Regions from separate parts of the Gasterosteus aculeatus genome. Here region 2 is linked to region 1. A link is a contact called in public Hi-C data. All regions are on one chromosome and are shown on one strand. The core of a region is the stretch at or near the end of the contact, and the rest is flanking DNA. Distances in the headings are between cores, read along the strand shown. Region 1 has its middle 17 kb from the start of eny2. Region 2 holds the start of sybu (syntabulin (syntaxin-interacting)).

What was found. A called contact is a pair of places that touch in the nucleus more often than the background predicts.
Region 2: a Hi-C map of skeletal muscle shows a contact between it and region 1, with 5 times the contacts expected there. The contact joins the promoter of sybu here to the enhancer-like site in region 1. A contact is called at or near these places in 2 of 6 Hi-C or Micro-C datasets (liver and skeletal muscle).

The regions. Positions count from the first base shown.
Region 1 is chr20:16,401,808-16,409,689 of fGasAcu3.hap1.1, forward strand. No RefSeq gene overlaps it. Among protein-coding and RNA genes, the nearest start is that of eny2, 17 kb to the left of the region's middle. Within about 2 kb of position 2,619, at least 1 of the 9 cell types and tissues checked has open chromatin away from gene starts, as enhancers often do.
Region 2 is chr20:16,462,037-16,469,918 of fGasAcu3.hap1.1, forward strand. It overlaps sybu (syntabulin (syntaxin-interacting)), which reads left to right and starts at 3,462. Exons shown (of 8, transcript XM_040165031.2): 1 at 3,462-3,755; 2 at 7,437-7,483; 3 at 7,676-7,862. The coding sequence starts at 7,460. gdf6a (growth differentiation factor 6a) reads right to left here and starts at 1,399. Exons shown (of 2, transcript XM_078094186.1): 1 at 885-1,399. The coding sequence starts at 1,245.

The DNA.
Region 1 (7,882 bases), core at 1,369-3,868:
CTCGAGCTTTGCTTTGGCAAGAGGATTTCTCCTTGGAGAGGAATGAATGTGCAAATGTGTTACAGGTGGGATTCGTTAAACTGAGACCTGGCACATTGGTACTCGCTGTGCACAATTACCATGTTACCAAACCAGGGAGCTGAGGAATGCTAACATAAAGCTACACTTTTAGACGAGTACATTTCTACCACGAAAGAAAATGGAAAGGTGTACGTGTACACAAATACAATGCAAATGACAAACGTACGCTCATGCACCATCTGCATCCAGTAAAGGGTGATTCCACTGCTCACCAATGAGCTCTTAAAAAGAAATTATTTATCAAACAATCAGTTTGTTCATGAGAAAGTTCAAATTTGAAGCTGTCAATAGAACATATTTTAGAAATAAATACAAGTTCTTTAACATTTGTCATCATGTAAGCACTGGCGCTAAGAGTAATGCTTCTGATGTTCACTGAGCTGAGGTCACATCACAGAGCGTTCTTACAGAAAGTCCCCCACTGAGACCGTCGCAGAACTAAAGGCATTATTGTGTGGTGATACTGAATATGTAAGAAGTAAGTGGAAACTGAAGGTGTGCAACAGATTTTAATAATCTCTGACAACTAAAATGCATGGAATTTGTTTGCAGTGTTGGAAGCAATGAAGTCTTGGACCTCACTGCGCTAATGGGAACTGGCTTGCATAGTTGTGTGCTTTTTGATTTAATTTGAGGCATATTTAAAATGTTCTCTTGTAAACTCTTGGACTGGCAGCTGGATTTCCTCTCAACTTACGTACGCTTGTGCGTTCTCTGTAATGAGTGTGTATACTGTATGTATATCAGAAGGATACAAACTTGACTGCATGTTTGACTTGTATAAGTGAGCCCATGTAAAAAAACAAAACATTTCTCTTAAAAATAAGAAATGGAACTCATGATCAGGGTTTAACCGCTTAGGGTGGCTAATGTCCACAAACATTATTAAACTATTTTGCAGATTGTGCTAGTGTCCCATGTAGCATTAGCATTATTCCATATTGTGCCTCCAGTGACGGCTGCTCAGCTACAGGAACAGGCCTGCTCTAAATAATATATACATATAACGGTTCTATTCTTTACCTCACTTACAGCAAGTCTACAGAATAAATTAATCCTAAAGCTGACTCATTAATGGTAATTAAAAACAAATACATGCAGCTATTGACAGACATCTTACTATTAAGAAAGGAATCCCTCCGTGTGTTTATTTGCATATCTCGAGAACCGCCCATCCATTACAACATTTTGGAAACACAAAACATTCAATACTATACTGTATTATTTTAAACAAATAATTGCATCATGTTGTCCTGATGTTTTTTTTTTTATTTACTCCTCATTCATAAATAAAATGATTTGGTTAATAGGACCACTGTAGACAAACAAACACACACATACATTTAACACCGCTGGACACCCATGCGTCAGTCAACCTACCGTCTACCCTTCACACCTGGTGATCAGGGCCGGCTGCGTTCGAGTGACCTGCTTCCCAGAGTCCACAGCCGGATAATTATTTCCAGTTGCAATTAGAATAGCCGCAAGAATTCTTTTTTTCTCTGCGAGCAAAGGGGATCAGCGAATATCCTTTCCCCTGGTCTTTGCTTGTCTGACACGCTTGTATAAATACCTTCCACCTGGTCATGGGAGTGTCTTTGGGGGGGCTATCAAAGCATTCATAAAAATCAAGACGTATGTGACATCCAGTGGATTTCCCCCCACGCCGCACACGGCAGGCCAACTCAGAACTGGGGTAAAGTTTCCCCTCTTTTCCTCCCCGAGTAGCGGCTGATGCCTGATTGACTGTGATGGGCGTTTTTTTACGCCCTGCACGTGTTGTTCCGCTGCTCGGCCCCCGGCTTCATCGTCTGCCTTGTCAGCGTGGTGTTTCTCTGGCCTCTGCTGCTGCTGCTGCTGACTTTAATGTGAGTTTGTGTTTCAAAAACCTGACCTCTGAGCATTCCCATGCTCACGTACTTCCCTGCTTTGTTCTTAAATAAGTCTCTCGGTGCAGAGCTCTCCTTTCCCCCCTGCGTTTTTCGTTTACAGATTAGGACCTGTGTCGGCGGGTGTAGAAACACAGCGAGAGGCAATTGGATATTAGGAACATGACTGTGAATGAAAGAATCTGCATGTGTTGATCTGTCTGAATGGCTGAGCGGCTCGGCTTGCGTGTGAAACATTTATAAAGTTGGGACTGATGACACGCACACTCGTATCTGGTGATCAGAAACTCTGGGAAGGCTGCCTGACTCCTGTGTGTTCAGCCCTGAAAAAGCTGATTTTTCTTTTAGAAAAACGAAAGAAATGAAAATGAAGCAGATTCGTGGGGGAAGGCATTTCTTTGTGTGGTTTAAAACGTTAACCTTTATAAATTATTTAATAAGGTCCTGTATATTTATGTGCTTCATGCTAGTGTGCAGCTCTGTGTAACTATGGATTTTTTTTTTCTCCATCTGATCATAGATTCATTCTTAATACTTTGGAATTCAACCACGGGTTGCAGTGGCCCTGTCAATCCTGTAGGGGACAGTGTTTGTTTTACTCAACAGGGTCCGACTCTGGCCATAACTGGGCATATATGGTGCAGGTGAGAGCAAAGACTCCTGGGCCAGCCTGCAGAGATGGCTGCATACTTTCCATTCTTTAATGAAGCCCCCTCAATGACTCCTGCAGCACTTAAAGCACACACACACACACACACACACACACACACACATACACACACACACACGCTTTCCACTGGAGCACAAGCCCTGATAATAGATTCCACATAGGAAGCCTGTGAAGTATTTCAAAATGCCAAACTGCTGTGAGGGTGTAGACGTTTGAAGGACACTAATGTAGGAGCTGAGGCCTAATATAAACAGCATTATTCACATGAAAGCCAGGCCTCGGCCATTAGGGCTTTTCGGAGAGGTGGCACTTCTCCGCCCGCAACCTAATGGCACTTCTCCTTTAAACATGCAGATCCGTGTATACATCGATTGCTTTGCAATCCATCTTTTCGTGAGACAATCAGCAGTAAAAAGACATCTTCCGATTTCCGGGTTCTCGTCAAATCTTGACACAAGTCTTCATCCAAACCACACTACTTTATTTCATGTCAGAGCGTGTACTTTCTGTTTGATACAACTAGCCTTCTATCTCTTAATAACAATATCAATATCGGGCTGAGAAGTATGTGTAGCAACTGTTCAAAAACATCTCAACAGCTCTCTTCCATTGTAGCCCAGTTCATCTTTGAGGCCTGTAACTCAAAACCACGTGGAGAAATGTAGCTGGATCGGTCTCTCGCAAAATGATTAATCCCGTATAAAACCAGCCATCTATCTGGGAGAAGCTTTTCAACTTCTTGTGAGGCAAAGGCAGCAGAGCTGACCACTATCAGCAGCAGATCCCCGCGGCCGTCCCACCGGCAGCAGATCAAAACATCCTTGTGTTCTTTGAGGAGAGTCGAACCGGAAGAAGCGGGGAGGAACATACAGCAAAGGGGAGGCGAGATGAGGATGAATAACACATTTCCTTTTTGGCTGCAGTTACAACGTCCCTCTCAATAGGAAATCCAACAAATGAAAGGATTTTCTTAGTTACAGATGACAAAGATCCATTTGATTTGGATGCTTCTCGCCAGCCAGAAGAAGTAAGACCTGCCTTTTAACCGTTTGGTTTGATCTGGGAGATTTGGGGGGACGGCGGGGTTGGTTGTTGATCGTCTGTTTTTGGCCTCACCGCTCCACGTTCATCATGTCAACGCATTGAACAACTTTCACTGGGTTTTATGGGACTTTATTTAATCTGAGACTGAATTTGGTGTTGTAGGAGTTGCGCAGAAAGATGTACAAGTTGAGGTTGCTGTGTTTACACAAATACAAAAGGAAACTCCGAGGAGGCATTTCTGAGTTCTTTTTAAAGGGGATTTATACCAACCGTTGACTTGTTTGGGTTAAATCCCGCGGTACCACTCTGCGACCCGTCCGCTGGCCGGGCCCTTCCAAGATTAAAGGTGAACATGGGGGCAAATCACTCGTCAAGTCAGAAACACTCACCGTCAAGTTCCCACTGTGCCCTTACAGCACAGACACACACAAATACACACCCATCCGTCCCCGTGTACCACAACCAAGCAAGGAGTGAGGCTGAGGATGCAGGACCATTAAAAGCCAGATGATCATTTTCAGTTCTTTTGTACATGGAGTTTGTTGGCCAGAGATGATGTATTGGAACGTTTAGATGAATGTGAAGGATTTACCCATTAATAGGGAGGAGTCATGTAACCAACATAATTGGAAGTGGAAAAAGTGTGAATAGAAGTTCATCGACGCCCTGGGAGATATATATTTTTCTATATTCCTTGGCCGGACGCAACAATTTCCCAGTTTCCACTGGTAATGCACGGCAAGCTCAGGGTGACTACAAGACTCGAGGAGTCGCTGCGCTCTCTGACAAGGTTCTGGTAGCACTTTGTTGCCTTTAGACAGAGGCAGGCTCGCTGGTTCCCAACAGTCGTTATGCAAAGACCCTCTGCTGGCTTCATATTACTTTACAGAGGTGGGTATAATTAATATATTTTCTAAATAATCAAACTATTCCTTCATGTGACTATAGCGCAGTATGCGATCAGAGCACTATATTTCAGTCTGGCTGTGATTGGGAAAAACATTTGGCTTGCAACCTTTGTGTTATGAATATGTTTAGGCACAGATGTGGTTGGGTTAAAGTCTTTCAACACCCCAAACAGAGGGAAATTTGGAGATAAGAGGCCCACTGAAACTGTAGGAGGCCGAGCATAGGCGGGTCATAATGGGGGACTGACGAGTGACAATATGTATAAGTCAAAATTAGTTAGAAAAAAAAAAAATGCAACGACAGAACAAAAGAAAGTTCACGTGTTAGAAGCTGATCTAATTTCAAGAACGTTTTTTTACTCCAACAGAACAACAAGCATTTGCTCGTGTTACTAAGAGACTTTGGTATTTGTTATTTTCCTGTTGAAGTGCTAAGTCTAAAATGTCTTTACTGTACATCCCACCTGATGAACTATAAGCTACAGTTCTCCTGATGCGAGTTCTCACTGCAGTTGAAATGACAGATTGGTTTTCCATTTCACAGTTCATTTTAAATTGCCCGTGAAAGTGTTCTGGCAGCGGCTGAACATGAAAATATTTGTTTCAAGTCTTCTGGTTTCCGGGTAAGCTACAGCAAGTCACGTCCTTTTAAAGGGTTAGATTGTTTTGAATATTGCTCAATGGACTGTAATTGGGTTAATTCTTTTTTTCATTTTTTAGACTCAGTTCCAGGAACAGTGTGAAAAGAAATGTCCTAAACTCAAAGAGCAGAAAAAGGAGGGCAAGGAAACATGAAAAAAACTGCAGTGTAGCTGGAGGGACAAAGACACGTTTAAAGGAGAACGAGCCAAATCTTTAGCATCGCATTTCAGCCAATGGTAGAAAAGAAAAACCTCCGGCAGCACAATTGTATACTTTTTAGGAAATTAAGCATTTTACTTTCTCAAACTATCAAATCTCTCATGGGCATTGTTTCCATCCACGGCCGACACCTTTTTCTTTCCAAATAAATCTGATAAACCCACCTGTCCAGGACAGAACAGCATCGTCTAAGTTGGCCATGACTGATGAACATATAGCAGAGCATTCAACAGCTCCAAAGGTTTAATAAAATAGCAGAATAAAGATGTGGGGTGTACAAAAACACAACTCCAAATGAGTTTGATGTCATTTGCAAATGGCAAATTGTTATGGAGCTGCAGTTATAAATAAAAGCATGATTTGTAACTCTTTATTCCACTCTAATAAATTCAAAACCACCTGGATAAGTACAGCGTTCACTATCTACATGGAAGTTTAATGAGTCAGACTTTATCTGTTTCACTCCCGAAGTCACGAAGGGCTTAGTGGATGCTCGCAGTGAGTAAGTGGCTCCTCAACTGGAAAAACATTGACTTATAGTTGCGAAGACCTAATGAGGCATTAGCTCACACTGTTTCTACCCCCGTTGCACCGACGGAGTGGGGGGAAAACAACGCATGAGTTGGACTAATCCGTTATCTCCCATGCAACCTGTTGCTCCCGAGCCACTGGGCCCCTGGGCCCCCGGCCCCTGCGGCTTCCTCTGGGCCAGAGGCCTCACGTGCGCTCCGTCGACAGCCATCTCCCAGAGCGATTGTTGGTAAACACGATTGAACTGCTTACCCCAACAACAGGTTTCCTCTAACCCCTAATCCAGGCCGTGGAGGACAACCCCCTCCCCCCCCCATCCCTCCCTTACCCTTTTGACCCTTCCCTCAGTCCAAAGCCCCTCCACACCTCCTCCTCCGTGGCGGTTGTGGCGGTCGATGAGCCGGTGAGATAAGCCCGGGTGGAATTCCCGTCTGGGTGTTCTTGGGAGTGACCTGGGTGGCAGAGGAGCGTCAATGAAAATCACTCAGCACTCGGCTCATTGATGGACCAGCCTGAGTACCAGGGCTGCGTTTCGCGTCTCTCTGATTTCTGTTTCTTTTTTTTCTTTTTTTTCGTCGACTCCCTCTCTTCCTTTTTTCCGTTTAAGGTGCCGCCTGTAGCGACGGCAATCAGGTGAAAGGGACGGCGAAGCGGACTTAGTCGGGAGCGTGTGTGAACTTTCGACAACCTCTAACCCCCCCGGGTGAGACGGACTTAAAAAGTCTTGTTGTGCATAAATCCCGGAATGAGCTTAGTGCTGGAAATGAGCTTGAAAACGGCACCAGGAATGTGATCTAATGCAAATCCGACTCATACAAATTAGGAAAAAGAATCTTGAGTCAGATGTATCGCTGGACAATAAAACACTGCACACTACAATGCTCAACGGCCCAAAAATCACTTAGACCATTATTCTTGTCACTGTTTTGCGAGCATTGTGTACTTATCCGAGTAAACACACCTCTCCCAAGAGATGTGCATCTATAGTCAGCCATATTTAACCATGTGTCCAACACTTCCTTAGAGACCGTGGGTCCACAGCGGAGGGGCCAGTTGTCTGGGAAAGAATGCTATGGATCTAGAGTGGCCCGGGTTAGGCAACGGCCTGGCCATTGTGCCCCAGGAGAAGGTAATTAGGAAGTGAAACCTTGACCAGTTGACAGCAGGCTTTGTTCAGGGGCGAGTGGGCTGAGAGAAATGCTTTTGAAAGCTATTTCACTTTCTTTGCTGAGGCGACCTCAACCCCTTCCTCCAGAAACACGCTGTGGGAGATCATATAAGTTTCTGAAGAAAAATGCACGGGAGGGGGGGGGTTAAGTGGTATTTATTGAAAGAGCAGAAATCTATATGCAGTGCGTTGTTTGACAAGAGTACCAAGCCAAATATACATGTACAGTATCTGTTTACCGAAAATGTCATTTCTCATCCACATTGAACCGTGGTTCCACTAAAACATATTCATATCCTCAAAAAACTGTGCATCCAAAAAAATAAAGATATGAAAGAAAAATGCTTTATGAATAATTTGTTCAGTTCCTCTTTTTAAGAGCTGCAGCTGTAATTGAAGCTTCCATCCAGCCCACATTCAACGCTGCTGTCTGCTTGTCCTGTACGGTGCATTTGCTCTCCAACTGGCGGATGAGCCAAAGAAACAGGATCGCCGCGGTGAGGGCATCCAACGCCGGGAGCCCACGCCTGTCCTGTCCCCGCCGACCCCGGCGCTCTGCTCTCGGCTCCTAACGTGGCAGGAAAAGTGTGAACATGGCTTTGGCAAAGTGCAGTTCAGCTCATCATCATCACCACGGGCCGCTAAGGGGAAACATGCGCACTCCTTGGACAGCTGGCCTACAAGTTCCTGCAGAGGATTAACTCCTTGTTGAAGAAATAATCCCTGACAC
Region 2 (7,882 bases), core at 2,212-4,711, 61 kb after region 1:
ACATTCTCGGAGCGTGAGGGGGGTTAGTGGGGAAAGGGGGGGGGGGGGGCGCAAACAAAGATATATTTTATTTCTCCTACAAAGATTAACTCGGTTTATGTCCCTTTGTGTTCATAAGATGTTTGCTCTCGCAGGCCGGTCGAATCACCTGGTTACAACATGTTAAACTGGCCCAAACACCTGCTTCTCACACCAACAAGCTCTGCCTTGGCCCCCCGGCTCCCTTTGTCAGCACAAGTTGGCCAAACTGGGCAGCATAATGTCCACTGACTGGATTTTCAGAGGAGTTTGGGGAGGTTAGCCCCTGCTCGTAATTTCAAAAGTCAAAAAAAAATGTTTTCAATGTTTGCGTGTAGTGATTCATTTAAAAAAAAATCGGATATGAAACAACCACTGAAGTGAAAAAAGCTGCTTCTCTGTATTCACGTGGAGGGAGCGGAGTCGTTTTTGCTGCCGTTTGCTGACAGTGATTTACTGCCTTCGTTTAGATAGCGCCTTCATTAGTGTTTTACTGTCGTGTAACCCAGAGGTTATTTAAGTGTAATATAAGTTAATACTTGGGGAAAGATACCGGTTCCGTCAGCTGTTCGGTCAATTTAACCCAACACAATCACATAACTACTGAATGTGCAACATACAATCCTGCAGCTTTCTGACGTTTCTTTTGAAAAACGTGTTAATATTTCTTATGGGTGTTTGTAACTATTCGCTTGATTTAAATCGTGCGTAAAAACCGCCGCCGCGGGCTTCTGTTTCTGTACTATGCACGTCTGTCATTTTAAGCCACATTTCACGAAGGGGAATATTACACCAGTCTTTTGAGAAAACCCCGCGTCACTGAATTATGCAAGAACGGGCAGAGCCGGCAACGGACTGAAACCAACCTGTTCCTCTGTCCACAAAACTTGTTATGGTGTTGGCAGATTTAGAGGAGCGGAAAAAGCTTGCGTTTAGTCCGAGCTTCTCTGCAGCCGAGTATGTCCTGTATATGGAGAGCATGTATTCATGGGGCACAATAGCGTCCTTTAGGTCGTCCTTGTGATGGCCCACGACCGGGTGCGTAGACGCGAGGATGTCTTTTAGGATCTTGGATGACCTTTGTCCGTCCCGATGAGAGATCCGGGCCCCCCGGACTCTCCTCGGCGCAGAGGGGGAGATGATAGCAGCAGACTGGAAACACGGTATATTCCCAAGGAAAGAAAGGAGCAGCCCCAAATAGAGCGTTAAGAGTCTTGATGCGTCCATGGCTGAATGAGTCCCAGGAAGATAGAAACTCCCGCTCAGTAAAGTTGGATTCGAGGGGCAGCCGCAGTTGGGGAGGGGTGTTTCGCGTAAAGGGTTGGAGAAGTGCTGCTTTTGCGCCCTCCAGTCGCATCAGAAGAAGTGCGTTTTGCGCTCTGGACTGCACAGAAGAGCGGAGGCTGTCGGGCTGAGGGAAACACGCCCACACGGTCGGTCGGTGCAGGAGTTCTCAAACGATTTCATGTCACAGACGCGCTCGAGAGCCAACGGACACAGACACTTTAGTCCATGTGGGAAAGTTATTGTTGGAGGTGGAGGTTTAGCAGCCACTTGCTAATCTCATCTAAACTTTCCAGATAGTTGAGGTTTTCTTTTTTTTGATGACAATAGATGTGGACAACTAGTACTAGATAAAGCAATGCAATTAAACTGCTCCTTCCTTGGAAAGATATTTTAGAGAAATGGTTAAGACAACAATTCGTATACTTCTGAGCTGCAGATACTTCCACTACTGCAGCGGTCCAAAGTTTACCAAAGTAGATGCGGGTCCAAAACAAAGAGTTAACGTCCTTATCACAGGTACGAAAGTGTATAGCGACACGTCAAATCAGATTAGATAAGATTTACGCGCAGATAAACTGAAAAGATGCACACATCGTGTCTTGGGTGATCATAAAGCAATGGCATTATTTTTGAAGAAATATACATTATTTAAATGGATTTAACAGTAATGAGTAACAAGCAATGAGGAATTTAAGGAATGATTATGTGTGGGGCGGATAGCATTTTAAGAGGAGAAGGATAATAAACGGAAGGGAAAAGGTCTGCATTTTATTTATTTATTATCACTTCGATGTAATCACAATACCCCCCCCTCACACACACACACACACACCACACAACACTCGCACACAAACTATTTATTTTTAATGTTGAGTCACTCGAAATCACCAAACATGTTTTAAATTACACGGGTGACCTCTAGCGGACATTAGTAGTTATTACAACCCAATGTCCAAATGCTACGTTCACGTCCTCCAAGACAATCTGCCTGTGTGTACGAGCCTCTAATGTTTGTTTCACAGCAGTGAAAACATGCTAGTTAAATACACATATAGAGAATATAACAACGACTTACAAGGTTGTCAAACAAAAAGTCAAAATAATGTGCAATGAAGTCAAGGTGACGGTTGTTTAACTTCTGTTAAACATCTGTTAAACAACCAGTTCTGCCAATGGCAGAAAACATCAAGTTGGAACATGTTATCTCCATGTTACCTGAAAGTGTCATCAAAGCAAGCGAACACGTGCCACCACCCATCAGATTTGTACTTTCCTAATGTCCTAATGATGAATCGATGATGTTTTTGTCTGACTCTTTGAAGCAACCGGAGCTCACCATGTCAAACATACATCTTGTACCACGTGCAGTTACTTGCCATATTACAAAGGCACGTGTTCACGTGTGTTTAATCTGCTCCGGAACAATTGAACCGGCGAACGGTATACGGTGGACGGGGGAGGGGGGTGCGCCAAAGTTGGTACCCCCAACTGCGGGCCGGATATGGCCCGCGGGCCGGAGTTTGAGACCCCCTGCTCTACTCCTTAAAAACAGCTGTGAGTTGCAGTAATACAAGCCATAGTGATGGGGGTCTTATGTCAATCCATGCAGAACCCAGTCTAACTTACTTTTAATGGTGGATGTCTCTGCAGACACTATGTTCACGTCTGTTCAAAATGCTGTACACAGAGATCCATGGCACCACGTGCTTCCTTAGGACTATGGTGACTGACAATCTACCACTGCATTCCCAAACTCATTCATTATTAATGTTTACTTTACAGAATGGGTACGTGTCACCGCGATAAATTTGCATTTAATGCGCATGCGCTGAACGGGAGTATCGCGCGCCTCCAGGATTTCAGCACCACGGAGAGCAAACACGCGCATCACTGTATACATAGTTAGACCCCCTGCGTACGTTCAACACAAACTATATGAAACATGGTTGCATCTGACATCACATTACGTCACTCAGTCAAAATAATAACATTTAAGAAATACGACATTCCACAAATCTAGAGCCGTTACGACAAACATTCGGTATAATATGAAATTAGGACATTTTCATGTCACGTGTGTCATGTGGAAACATAGATATTTCGCTTTCTATGAAGTGTTTCCATTGCATGTTGATCACATGCCAGGTTGCCATATAAACACGTCGCGTGCGTTGCAGCCTGCGTACCAGCCCGTGGGCTGTGAGTGGTTGAGTCGAGCCTCTCGCGTTATGTAACGCGCTCGGGATGGTACGGTCGTGTCGCGCGTGCACCGTCAGTGGTCTCGCTTCCTGTCCAATTGCGTGAGTCCTCAGTGTGCACGCAGCTCTCTCCCCCAGCGAGCAGCAGATCGGAGGCTGCCACCGCCGGAGCACCAGCAGCGGAACGACCCCTTTGTGCTTCACCGACTGACGCGCGTCTCCTCTGCAAGGAAAACACCGTCACACATCCAGGCAAGCATGGCAATCTTTTCAAGATCATTTCAAAGCAACTCATCATCACCGTTGGTCGAAAAAATCGAAGAAAATAAAATAAACTATTGGAAGGGTGGGAGGAGGTGGGGTGAATGTTGTTTTGAAGTTCAAGAACGATTCTTTCGTCGAATCAACCACACACACCAGCATCCATGTTTTGGGTGAAATGAGGACGCGTGACGTATGAAGTTGGATGTTTACGGCATCTTCATTGCTCAGAATCACAAGTCAAATTCGAATGCCTTTTTTTTCTATAGAGGGGAAGAAACAAACATTCCCAGCAGCGTCATCGTCAGATGAAACAAAACCAAATTCCCCATCGTTGCATGCACCATAGTAGAATACAACAGTAAGTTATTTCAAGGCAGGGCGGAAGAAAACGCTTCATTGTAAGAGGATGTCAAGAGTGGGAAGTCAGATCCGGCTTATATTTTAAAATGGCTTTGAAGTGAGCTGTGGAAAAGAAAAGGGAGAGATGTAAACATGTGGGAGGGGCTTTTCAATAGAGGACTGTGTCTTTGTTTGGTTTGATATCAATTTAGTTCGTTATTTTAAATTTTCACGTTAAATCTGAAATATTAGGAGAGCGTTATGTATTTGTAAATGGGTGCTAAAACAGAGAATTGATGCCATAGAAGTTTGTCATCTTGTCAACAGTCGTCTTTTTTTGTATGATTGAAAAACTAATAAACATCTAAGACTCCAATCGAATCAGTGTTGGAATTGGCTTCAATAAGATTTATGCTCCCTAGGATGATCACTGAAAATCAATGATCATCACAATGATGACGCAATCTCAAGTGATGCAAACAATGTGCTCAAAAGAATGAAATCGGTCCATTTTCAGAGAACAGGTTTCCTTTGTTTGGAAATAGATGGTAAGTTAAGATCACACAGCATCGAATGTCGTCATCGCTGAAATTACACAATTTAACAGATGGACTGAGGGGGTTGATATCAAAAACGAATAAACAGCTTTCACATTAGTGAGTTATCAACATTAAAAAGCTCAAAGACTGGGATGGATTTAGGGAATTCATCATTCACGCCCACGCCATGCTGTTTTGAGAGCAGACCATCTGGATATGGGAAACGGCCTCAGCGGAGGCTTAAAGACTTGTTTACCCGTCATGTACGCATGATGTCAGCATCCCACCCGCTTTATCCGCCTTCCCCCGTCCATCTACTTCCTGATCCAGCCACTTTTACCCGTGGTTGAGTTTTTGGAGTGAGTGTGTATCGCAGGTAGATGGGAGGACTTATGTCATGCTCAAGTGAGCTGAAAATCCGGTGTTTGCAAGTTAGATAATGCTTAGCCCGTCGCCCAGTGGGGAGCCAATCAACGTGGTCTGGAGTCATGCAGAGAATCTGGGTGCATAATCCTTCTATACATGGGCTAGTTGTGGACAAGAAAAATTGGCAAAAAAATGCCCCCAAAGCTCAGATAAAAACCAATTATTAATTACAGTGCATGGGCAGGCGTCTGTATCCAAATACCTGACAGGGTGTGATGTTACAAGCTGCCGCCCGTGGACAGTCTGATTTCTGACGTATGATTCTTCATGTTCCAATGAAGCCTCATGCATTTCCTGCAAAGTGTGCATGCATGGATTTATAAAAATCACTTCCTAAAATAGAAAAATGTCACTCTCCCCTCATGTTTAACATGTTTATTTAATTATGTCAGCCCGTGATCGTTCATTAGCTTTCTACCAGCGCACATAATCCTGAATAACTCTTTGGAAGAATTATTTTGACAACCAGCATCGTGTCCTTTTTAGAACCTGTTGTCTGCACTGTTTGTTTCTTTTCTTTAGGCTGCAAACGCTGGCTCAAGGACACAATGTTCACGCTGAAAAACACTGTGCAGCTGAATGGCAAACACCCCCACATCACTCCGCTACATTCTATTATTTTTCTTAGTGAAGGACAGCGTCTCCGGATGCGTAGAAGAAGGCTTCACTGTTCGCAGATTTGCACAAAATAAATCCCATGTAGCTGGATTTGTTTTTTGGAGCTCTTCGCCCTCGGTTGCTAAGGCTGTTGCTAGGGCACGGCTGTGGTTGCTCTGCCCTGCTTGGTGCCTATAATCTGATGCTGCTGTGCCAGTGCTTCAGGCAGCCGTGCAATGCCACAGTGTGATGATGCTGTCGATGCCTGAAAATAAAAATGAAACTGCGGGCAAGGTGTTCTTGGCCACACAGCACGCAAATCTATTTTCAAGGCTGATGAAAAAAAAACAGGTTTGAGTTTGACTCCCAGGAGTCTCTGATCTATTTTTGCAATCCTCTTTTTGAGGATTTAGCACAAGTCTCCTGCTTATATTGGGTCAGGTGTATCATTATGTTAGAACATTGTTCCAGATAATCAAGGAAAAATGTTTAAAAAGTAAACCATCTGGATGAAGCAAGTGCTCGGGTTCACCCATGCGGCTGCAGCACACGGGCCTTGGGGTCAATTACATCATTCCCTATGAAAACCCCCCCATATGTATGCTCTTACGCAACTGACCCCTTTAGGCAGTGACGCTGAGAGAAAATCAAAAGACGAAAGGACGTGAACTGATTGTATGAAGTTTATTCAAGCGTGAGGGCAATTCTGCATTATTTAGCTTCAAAGCATTAATAAAATATAGTTATTCCTTGTTTAAATGTGCATTTACAAAAAGTTTGGACTAGAATTCCAAACTACTCTTGTCTCATTCTGTGACCTTTCTTCTTTGTAAGAGAGTATCCTTTTATATTGCTTTATTTCCTTATATATCTCAATGATAGAAGCACTTGCAGCCCCACAGTTTGGGCTCAGAGGGAGAGTTAGTGCGGTGCGCTGACATCTAACACCTTTCATCTAATACTGTCCTGCATTTAATCATGTGAATCCAAGATGACTTTGACAAAAAGCAAATCTAGAACATGTGCATTAGTCTCTTGCACTGTTTTTAGCCACACTCATGGCATCATAGGTATATGGAAATCCATTGACCCAAATCTTTGGTCCAGACAGAACATCTCAGTAACTTGAGCTATTAGCTTTTATCACTCTAGAACGTCAACGAAATCACCGTATTCAGGAATATACCTCAAAATATACATATGGATCGATTGCATTTGTGGGTTTTTTTGTTGACACATGTCAACAACTAACCAACTATGTGCAAAGGTGATGACTTTCAACCAGCCTCAGCTGATTGACTATTATTAGCATTATAACAAGCCAAACTAAATATTAACTGCTAAAGGTTAAAATTCTAGCATTATCATCAATGAGAGCATGCCGTCATTAGCATTTAGCTCATTGCACCACTAGCATTGCTACTGACATGTTATCTCATATCTGTTAACATTTGTTAGATGCATCTATCTTCAGTCGCCTGTTTGAGAGTATCGTTCTGATTCAAAAAGGTGCATGGCTGTTTGTTTTGAGGGTCAACGTGTATAATTTCTCCTGCGTCTTTTATAGCTGGTTCCGGGCTTCTTGTGCCATCTGTACCAGGCAAGGTGTGTGTGTGTGTGTGTGTGTGTGTGTGTGTGTGATCTGGTGGAGAGAGTTCAGACAGAGGGCTCTTGTCTGCAAAGGGTTTGAGCGCCACGTCAAAACGCTGACGCATACGCACAGAAAAAGCACCTTTGCTGATACTCTCCCTCGTTTTTCATTTCACAGAGGAAAAGACTGAGTGAAGCACAATGGGACCGTTCCAAGAATATGAGGTAAGTCTCATCAATTACCCCTAGTCACTGGTTTCTGTATGTTGAATGCTATTTTTTAAAAGCAATGCAATAAAAAAAATGGCCGGCCCAACTATTTGAACAAAATCCAGTCTTTTAAAAATATGCCATCCTAAAAAAAGAAGGTGCACCGAGTGAAGGTGGGTGGCTTCATGCTGATGTTGCTTCGAGCAGGAAAAGAAGTCGCCGGAGAAAGGAAGCCCGCGCAGCCGCATCCCGCGTTTGGTTCTCCATCCCTTCAGACCAAAGGACAAAGGTTCGCCTCTGTCTGACTCACCGTTCTCAGAGGAGGAAGGGAAGGAGTGTGACATCAGCTCAGACCATTCCAAAAGGACCATCAGCACCAACAGCTTTTGCTCTGGTAAGAAGTTTGGCTCCGGT